3 separate regions of the Mus musculus genome follow, and regions 1 and 3 are each linked to region 2. Evidence: chromatin contacts called from public Micro-C and promoter capture Hi-C data. All regions are on one chromosome and are shown on one strand. The core of a region is the stretch at or near the end of the contact, and the rest is flanking DNA. Distances in the headings are between cores, read along the strand shown. Region 1 overlaps Tiparp (TCDD-inducible poly(ADP-ribose) polymerase). Region 2 overlaps Kcnab1 (potassium voltage-gated channel, shaker-related subfamily, beta member 1). Region 3 overlaps Kcnab1 (potassium voltage-gated channel, shaker-related subfamily, beta member 1).

The links. Hi-C and Micro-C count contacts between places; a contact is called where the count stands out from the background. Capture Hi-C pulls out chosen DNA fragments and counts their contacts.
Region 1: a promoter capture Hi-C map of adipose tissue shows a contact between it and region 2. The contact joins two enhancer-like sites. A contact is called at or near these places in 1 of 484 Hi-C or Micro-C datasets (the HL-1 cell line), 1 of 115 datasets of contacts at active chromatin or transcription factors (bone marrow-derived macrophages) and 3 of 9 other capture datasets (adipose tissue, embryonic stem cells and liver).
Region 3: a contact with region 2 is called in a Micro-C map of the HL-1 cell line, with 1.8 times the contacts expected there. The contact joins two enhancer-like sites. A contact is called at or near these places in 1 of 39 promoter capture datasets (stem cell-derived epiblast-like cells), 10 of 484 Hi-C or Micro-C datasets (the AML12 cell line, the HL-1 cell line, the N1E-115 cell line and 4 more) and 2 of 115 datasets of contacts at active chromatin or transcription factors (extraembryonic endoderm stem cells and forebrain).

Annotation. Positions count from the first base shown.
Region 1 is chr3:65,540,276-65,542,975 of GRCm38.p6, reverse strand. All of the region lies in intron 2 of Tiparp (TCDD-inducible poly(ADP-ribose) polymerase), which reads right to left. Among named protein-coding and RNA genes, the nearest start is that of 4931440P22Rik, 12 kb to the right of the region's middle. Within about 2 kb of position 1,250, at least 17 of the 459 cell types and tissues checked have an H3K27ac peak or open chromatin away from gene starts, as enhancers often do. A contact at or near this core is called in adipose tissue, where this site is marked.
Region 2 is chr3:65,351,616-65,354,315 of GRCm38.p6, reverse strand. The region is part of intron 8 of Kcnab1 (potassium voltage-gated channel, shaker-related subfamily, beta member 1); the gene reads right to left. Among named protein-coding and RNA genes, the nearest start is that of A730090N16Rik, 3.5 kb to the right of the region's middle. Within about 2 kb of position 1,420, at least 78 of the 459 cell types and tissues checked have an H3K27ac peak or open chromatin away from gene starts, as enhancers often do. A contact at or near this core is called in the HL-1 cell line and adipose tissue, where this site is marked.
Region 3 is chr3:65,131,298-65,133,997 of GRCm38.p6, reverse strand. All of the region lies in intron 1 of Kcnab1 (potassium voltage-gated channel, shaker-related subfamily, beta member 1), which reads right to left. It overlaps A330015K06Rik (RIKEN cDNA A330015K06 gene), which reads left to right. Exons shown (of 5, transcript NR_126080.1): 5 at 1-939. Among named protein-coding and RNA genes, the nearest start is that of Kcnab1, 24 kb to the right of the region's middle. Within about 2 kb of position 1,322, at least 5 of the 459 cell types and tissues checked have an H3K27ac peak or open chromatin away from gene starts, as enhancers often do. A contact at or near this core is called in the HL-1 cell line, where this site is marked.

The DNA.
Region 1 (2,700 bases), core at 1-2,500, 190 kb before region 2:
GACAGTGCATAAGACACAAAGGATCCGCATACCATGTACAGGCAACGGGAGAGCAGAAGTTAATCCAGGACGGACCTTGGAGGACAGAAGATAAAGAGGGTAAAAGCAGACAGGGATGCAGTAAATATAGGATGTGTGAAAACTGAATAAGAGAAACAATGCTAAAGATTAAGGAGGCAGGGTGGGGTGGTATCATGATAAAAGCGGAGACAGATGAGAACCCTACTCAGCATAAAAGTTGAGAGGTGACCAGAATACAAAGGAGATGGCCACTATACTGTAGGATTTAGTTATAACCTCATCATTCATCAGAGGGACAAAACACATCTTGTCAACAGCTATGGACTTACTAAAAGACTAAAATTAGAAACCCCGTTACATGTTTTACTAATGAACATACCATCACACATACTTGTTCAAAAATCCAGATAGAAAACTAACTTGGAATTCTGGGAAAGGACCCCATTCTCATAGTTTTTAACAATGGTTATTTTATCTCACAAAAACTTCACATACTAATTAATTAAGCAGCATTTCCAGAAATATCTCACCAATGTATGTACCAGTACCCACATAAGAGCACAAGTATGCCTCACATATCATACATGTATATATTTCGAATACTAAAAAATAAAAAAAAGTGAAAAGACCCCACAACTAGAAAGATTAACAGAGGTAAAAAGAACAATCAAAACCAATACAGAAATATGTGTTGAGTAAAACAAAAATTACTACATTTCTTGCTCAGATAGTTTTCTGTTTATACATTATACATCTGGGAACTCAGTATACAATTTAATTGTCTTGGACAATTTTTATTTGAGAGGCTGTTGAAATAGCTCTGGGGTAAAAAACACTTGGTGCCAAGCCTGACATTCCCAGGATCCACATGGTAAAATGAGAGAACTGATTCTGACATGTTGTCCTCTGACCTCCATTATTGTGCCATAGCATATGCCCTTCACCCCATGATACACAAAATAAACTAGATGTAATAATGAAGAAAATAATGACAACCAACCAGATACATAGTGAGATCTTTAAGAAAATACCAAATAAGGCCTGCCATTGCTGATAAAGGTATCAGGAGAGGTAACAAGGATTGCTTCAGAATGTGACATGTGAACTTAGTTACTAGACCACCACGAGGTGACTTAATATGTGTAAAGTTAACTAAGCAGAGCATGAGGATACAATGCAAGAAGCACATGCAGTTCATGTGGGAGGTCAGAGTGTATGTGGGAGGTGATTAGAGATAAGACTGGTCTCGAGAGATTGGCTGGAGCCAGATAAGGAAGAGCTTTGTATGCTGGGTTAAGAGGTTAGGGCTTGATCCTTTGAGCAGATCAGCATGGCCCAGCGTTGCCTTTTATAAAGCTTACTCCAGTAAAGTGATTTATTTTCGGTAGAGGATGAAGAAAGATGAGGGAAGAGTAGAGACTAGCACTATTTTGCAATATATTAGCATATTTATTATCTATGTTTAACAATTACGAGACAAATGTTGACAGACTATGGAAGCAATAAAAGGGGGCTGCTTGAGAGGTTAGGGTTACGATCAAACTTCATCACGAACAATTAATTACATGTGGGTAAGAAAGTACAGAGTTCGTGATGACCAGGTGTGGTAGAAGCACATAATAGCACTTAGAAGACTGAGGCAGGAGAAGGATCAAGTTTGAGGTCAGTCTGCATTACACAGAAGACTTTCTCAAAGAGTCCAGAATGTGTCCTTTATTTCTAATCTGTGTTCTTGGAAAATGATGCCAATAAAAATTAAAAGTGAGACTTTAAGAAAGTAAATTAAGTATAAACTTTTCTGAACACTGCTCAATTTAATGAGATCCACTAGACTTCGGAACCTTGGCTTTCTGCCTATTAAGCCGTTAACCAGTCCTTTAATCCCAGTACTTGGGAGGCAGAGGCAGGCAAATCTCAAGAGTTTTAGGCCACCCTGGTCTACAAAGTAAGTTCCACAACAGCCAGGGCTGTTACACAAAGAAACCTGTCTCAAAAACATTATAAATCAAACCAAAAAACAAACAAACAAACAAACAAACAACAAAAGAAGAGTTAAGCAGTTTCTATAAGGGTAAATCTATGACCTTAAACATTAGCACTCACCCTAATAAGCTGAACTAAACATTCACGATAAGTAGCCCTCTTCTATTATTATCATGAAAAACAGAATTCTTAAGCTGAGGGTAATAAGGATAGAAGGAAAAGATTAAATGTTGCCTGGAGAGTATGTGAGAATCTCCTAGCTTAAGATAAACTTGACAGATGGGAATGTTTGCTATTGTTGCTGAAGAAATTTCACGGGGAACACAAAATATAGCTTTTGATACATGGCTTTGATGTTTCCAGAATTCAGTTATGCTGGGGTTATCTGTCAGCTTATATCCTTCAAGATGTTACAAGGAAATGAGAACCAAAGACATGGTGTATAATATACCAACATATTTTGTTAAAGTACTATAGTCATTAAACTTCAGAGGACTATGTTCTTTACACCATAGTTTATATGAGGTTAAACTTTTATGAAAATGGGTAATATCCCCTTTGTTAAAAGTAAGCTTTCTTCCTTATCTCAAAGTAGACAATAAAATGAATGTTCGCATAAATACGTACTAGGCAAGCAAGCATCCATCATACTACTCAGTTACATCCCTGACCCTTTTTATTCGAGACAAGCCTAAA
Region 2 (2,700 bases), core at 171-2,670:
TAAAATAAAATAAAATAAAATAAAATATAGAGTGTTATAGAAAAATATAAGCAGTTCCAGATAGGAAATGAAATGGAAGCTCTATGGAGTCAGGGCTAGGATTGTGTCACTTCCCGTCATGTATTATGTTGAAGCATTGAAACAAGCTAACCGTACAAAGCATGGGAGAACAGCATCTTAGGATGATGGAACAGCATGGGGAGGCCCCGAAAGCAGGACCATGAATTCCAGTGATTGAAATGAAGTTAGGTAGCAGAAGCCCAGCAAGAAAAGACAGGATTGAGATAAAGTTGCCAGAGGACAACAAACCAAACTGTATGGGCTAAGAGGTAGATGGGGTTGTTGCCATTTTTAGGTGAGGGAGACATCCTGTCGTCGGAGTTTGTGTCTCAGAATGCCATCCCTGTCTATGTTGTGAAGAATCAGTGAAAGAGGAAGCCTCTGGGAGCAATCTGCCATGATGCAAGAGTGACCCGGAGGGGGGTTTTGGTAATTAAGACTGAGTGTGGTACAGAGTGGGCGGGAAGGAATCAAGGTCTCCTCCCAGATCCCTGACTGTCCACAGCGAGGAGGGCAGGGGTAGAAAACCTATTTTGGATGTGAGGAACTGGAGGGTATGTGGAGCTGGTGTGGGTGAATCCCTGGGTTAATGAATGGCCACGGTGGGACCCTGCTGTGTGAAGAAGTGCAGCTTACTCCCTGTGCTAAGTCAGAGAGAGCAGTGGAAGTCTGAAGAGAAAAAGAGAAGGGTTTTCATTGCCAGCATGCAGTCAGAGAGAGGACCCTGTGCGGTCAGTCAGCTGACTGACCAGGAGCCAGAGGGGAGGGACAATTTAGAGCCAAGAACAGAGGGTACTTCAAGAAGGAGGCCCACAGGATGGAACACAAGGAACAATCACGTCAGAGGCTGCAGAAGTGTCTGCCACACACACACACACACACACACACACACACACACACACACACACATCCTGCAGAGCATGACGAGAGCCATTTTAGTGTCACTGAAAGACCAAGGCCAAGGTGTCGTGAGGGAAGAATGGAGGGCAGGCAGGTTTGGAGACAACTTGCACAAATTCTTTCAGCAGGTTTTCAAAGGAAAGAAGCACAGAAAATAATAATCCAAGGAATGCCAGGAGAGTTCTTTTTATAGATGGAGAGGTGAGAGACTGTCTGGGTACCATTGAGGATGACCTAGCAGGAGGGTATCCCAGATGAGACCCACTGTGAGACTGGGAAGGGAGGAGAGAGAACACTGGGCTCAGAGGGAGGAGGCAGGTGCTTGGGGCTGGGGACCCCCACCAAGGACAGGGTCCAGCTGGGTTTGTGGAACTCAGTGGTAGACTTGTTTGATGCTATCTTCTCGATGGACTACAACACAGTGTAAAGGATGTGGGTGTGAGAGGTGAGTCAGAGGCACATGGCTTTACTTGCTGGCCACACCCTCTCTCTGTTGTATGTCGCTCTGAAGAAAGGGCAGGGAGAAAGGGGGGGGAGGTACCTGGAGTTCTTGTCTGTGGAGGAGGTTATTTTAAAAGAAAGTCACCTGAATTTAGCTAACAAACAGGAAATCACCTTATTGGTGACTTAGGTGGGATTTTTACATGGTTTTTACATAGTACTAACTTGTGGACACTAGAGGGCAGCATTGTTGAAAGAAAAAAAATCCCGCCACATTGTTTTACTTGTAAATTATGGAAATTCATTTTATTTATCTATTTTGACCTTGATAGAGAAATCTAAGTGTAAGATTTTAAAATAAAAGTGATCATATTATTTGCTTATGTATGTATGTATATATGTGTGTTTGTGCCTGTGCCATAGTAGCTGGTGAAGGTCATAGGTCAGTTCTCCCTTTCCACCACATATGAGTCCTATGGATGGAACTTGCAGTAAGAACCTTTATTTACTGAGCCATCTTGACAGCTCACAGAATGCAGTTAAAGGACAATAGAATGAATATTCAAGGTGCTACGTTCATACTCTGAGAAAGAACACTCAGAAATGTGGTAAAGTCTGCCTGTCCAGGACTGATCCTGGCTCTCCCTGTCAGGCTGGGGCGCTGGCATGAATATCTTAGAAACTTGGCCTAGTTGATTCTCATACACAGCCTGGGGTAAGAAGCCCTTTACTTGTAGCTCTGGTCCCTAAGTGCAGCGTCTAGGCAACAGCTGTGTAGCAGCCGGGGACTTACTACAAATGTACAGCCTGGAGTCCTGCCTTGAGACCTGCTTTGAGTCCTGCTTTGAGGGGACTGCAAGTCATGTGGCAGAGTCCACATGAACTCTGCCCCCTGAACTTTGAGGACCACTCACTGTGTGCTTCCCAAGCAGGCCATCTCAAGGGCGAAGTTCTCCATGCTCCTCTTCCACGGTCTTCTCCCCAATGCTTTATGTAACCTTCGCTTTAGCTATTTGCCTCAGTTCTTATGCAAGTGGAGAGTAAGGTGAACACACGTACACACCCATACACTGACATGCGTCAGATCGCCTGAAGAAGCTGCAGAAAGACCTAGTTCTGAATCTCAGCTTCCTTTAATGAGACTTTATGCCCCGTCTCTTCTTCCCATTTTCTTCTTTCCTCCCTTTTTATTTCCTCTTTTCTGTCTCCGAATAGAGTCTCTCTATGTAGCTCAGCCTTGGTCCAGTACTTGCCCGGGCTAGCTTCAAATTTGTAGTCCTCCTGGCTCAGTTTCCTGGG
Region 3 (2,700 bases), core at 73-2,572, 220 kb after region 2:
GTGAACACCCTTCCATCTGTCTGTCATCAGAATTTCCCTCTACTTCACTCTCAAGAGGGAGTTTTTGTGGTTGCACTAAGTTGTGCCTGGATAATCCAGGATAATCTCCTCAGTTCAGGATCTCCAAATAAACTCCAGCTACAAATTTCACGAGCCACGCATTCACAGTGTTAGGGCCTGGCGGGCATTATACCTTCATGGAGCAGCCAGTAAAAAGAGGAAGGAGGTCATATCTTACAAACCTTTTTTTCATTGAACTTAATTTCTGTGTATGTATTTGAGCTACTGTGTGTTACTAGTACTGTGGAATGTGAGGCCTCTAGTGTTTTTTTTTAAGAAGCAGAGAAGTAGATCAAAATGATCCAGGATGAAGTACAAAAGACAAGGGGCAAGGAAAGAAATACTCAAAGCCTTGTAAATGGGAGCTCAGGGGCCAGTGTTGCCTGAGTCATGCCTGCAGCCATTTCTGATAAACGGGAAAGAAGACCTACATGAAGAATGGCACTGTGAGCTGAGTGGGCAGATGTTCTTTAAATGAGCAATTTTTACATAATTCAGGGAGAGGGTTGAGTGGTGAGCTTGTAACTATCTCTCTTCTTCCAAAATTATTTTGATTTTAACTAATCTCTGTATATGCTTGTATTTTTGTGTATGTATATGTGTATTTCTGTATAGGTTAGAAGAAGAAGTTGAACTCCCCCAGAACTGGAGTTACAGGTGGTCGTGAGCCACCTAATATGGGTACTGAGAACTAACTTTGGGTTCCTTGCAATAGCAGCAAGCATTCTTAACTGTTCTTCATGGTAGAATTTGGCCATTCAAGTGATCACATAATTACTCTCATCAGGAGACATTTGCTATGTACACAATTGACTTTTGTGCATAGTCTTTGGAGAGATTTTATTTATTTTAGACTATTAAATTCCCCTTCCTCCACTTAAACAAAGTGTTTGATTTTTGTCCTTTGAAAGTCCCTAGGAACATGTCTCCTTGAAGGTAAAGACAAAGCCTTATTTTTAATCTCAAGTTGGATATGTACATTTATTACTGAGGAGGTATGAATATGCTATATAGATGTGGTCTCAGTATTTGTCACCTACTTGCTCAGGGGGTGGCACCCACACTATCAGCTTTCACATGAAATCAACATACCAGTGCTTTGGTGTGTGGCGCTAAGCTCTACCCCTTCTAATAACATTGTCACCATAGTTACTAATTCCTTTCCAGGAGTGGACCAGAGTAGTTTAATAGAATAGACAACAGCAGAAATATAAGTAGCATAAATAAAATTTGATACAAATGTGTTGTCCCAGATCTGACTGCTGTCTGTGTGAGGACACAGGATCTTGCCTTCTAAGTAGAAAACGGTCAACAGGCTACAGAGCCTCAAACCTCACTGCTATACCTAGTGAACCTTTAAAAGGGATAAAGTATACTCAATGTCTTAGTCAGGGTTTCTATTCCTGCATAAACATCATGACCAAGAAGCAGTTGTGGAGGAAAGGGTTTATTTGGCTTACACTTCCACATTGCTGTTAATCACCAAAGGACGTTAGGACTGGAATGCAAGCAGGTCAGGAAGCAGGAGCTGATGCAGAGGCCATGGAGGGATGTTACTTACTGGCTTGCTTCTCCTGACTTGCTCAGCTTGCTTTTTTATAGAACCCAAGACTACCAGTTCAGAGATGGTACCACCCACAAGATGCCCTCCCCCTTGATCACTAATTGAGAAAATGCCTTACAGCTGGATCTCATGGAGGCATTTCCCCAACTGAAGGTCCTTTCTCTGTGATAACTGCAGCCTGTGTCAAGTTGACATACAAAACCAGCCAGTACACTCAATGCAGCTACAGAAAGATGTAGGGGGGAAAAACCCCACAGTTCTCTTGCCTTACCCCTAGGGCATAGGATATTATTCTAAGGGACACCTTTGCTTCCTGTGGTGGTTTGATTACTAGTGACTGGAAGAGAATGCTTGGTCATTGGGGTTCATTGGACACTACTTGAGAGAGATTAGCAGGTATGGCCATTTTAGAGGAAGTATGTCTCTAGGGGTGGGTTTTAGTGTTTCAGTAGCCCAAGAGCCCATTGGCTCTTTCTTCCTGCTACTTAGGAATCTGGATGTAAAACTCTCAACTTCTCCAGCACCATGATGTCTGTTTGAGTGCTATCATGCTTCCTGCCATGATAACAATCAATGAACCCTCTGAAACCATAAGCAACCCCAATGAAGCACTTTTCCTTTATGAGAGTTGCCATGGTTATGGTGTCTTTTCATAGCAATGAAATGCTGACTAAGACACCTCCTTTCTCTTTATCCCAGAACAGCTGTTGCTCTGTGCACTCTTCCTTCTATCACATCAATGTTGAAGAGTTTGAAATGATTTCCATTACATCTCATGGCATTGAGTTTCTCATTTGAGAGGTTGGGTATCCCTGCAGGCTGCCTGTACTCAGCTTGCCATACTCCTGTGCCTCTGCACTAGCCAAGCTTAGTTCACATGGCTCACTGTTCTCCCAGCCTCACTCATCCATCACCTGTGTTCAATAGTAATACTTAAGCTACACCCAAGCCCTCTTGCTAGTTGGGTCAGTACTGCTCTGTCCCTTTCCTATGCCTCATTCACATACTCTTGCCTTAACTCATTGGGATATAAACTTCAATTGGTTTTATTTTCTGCTCACTGCTTTCAACTGCTT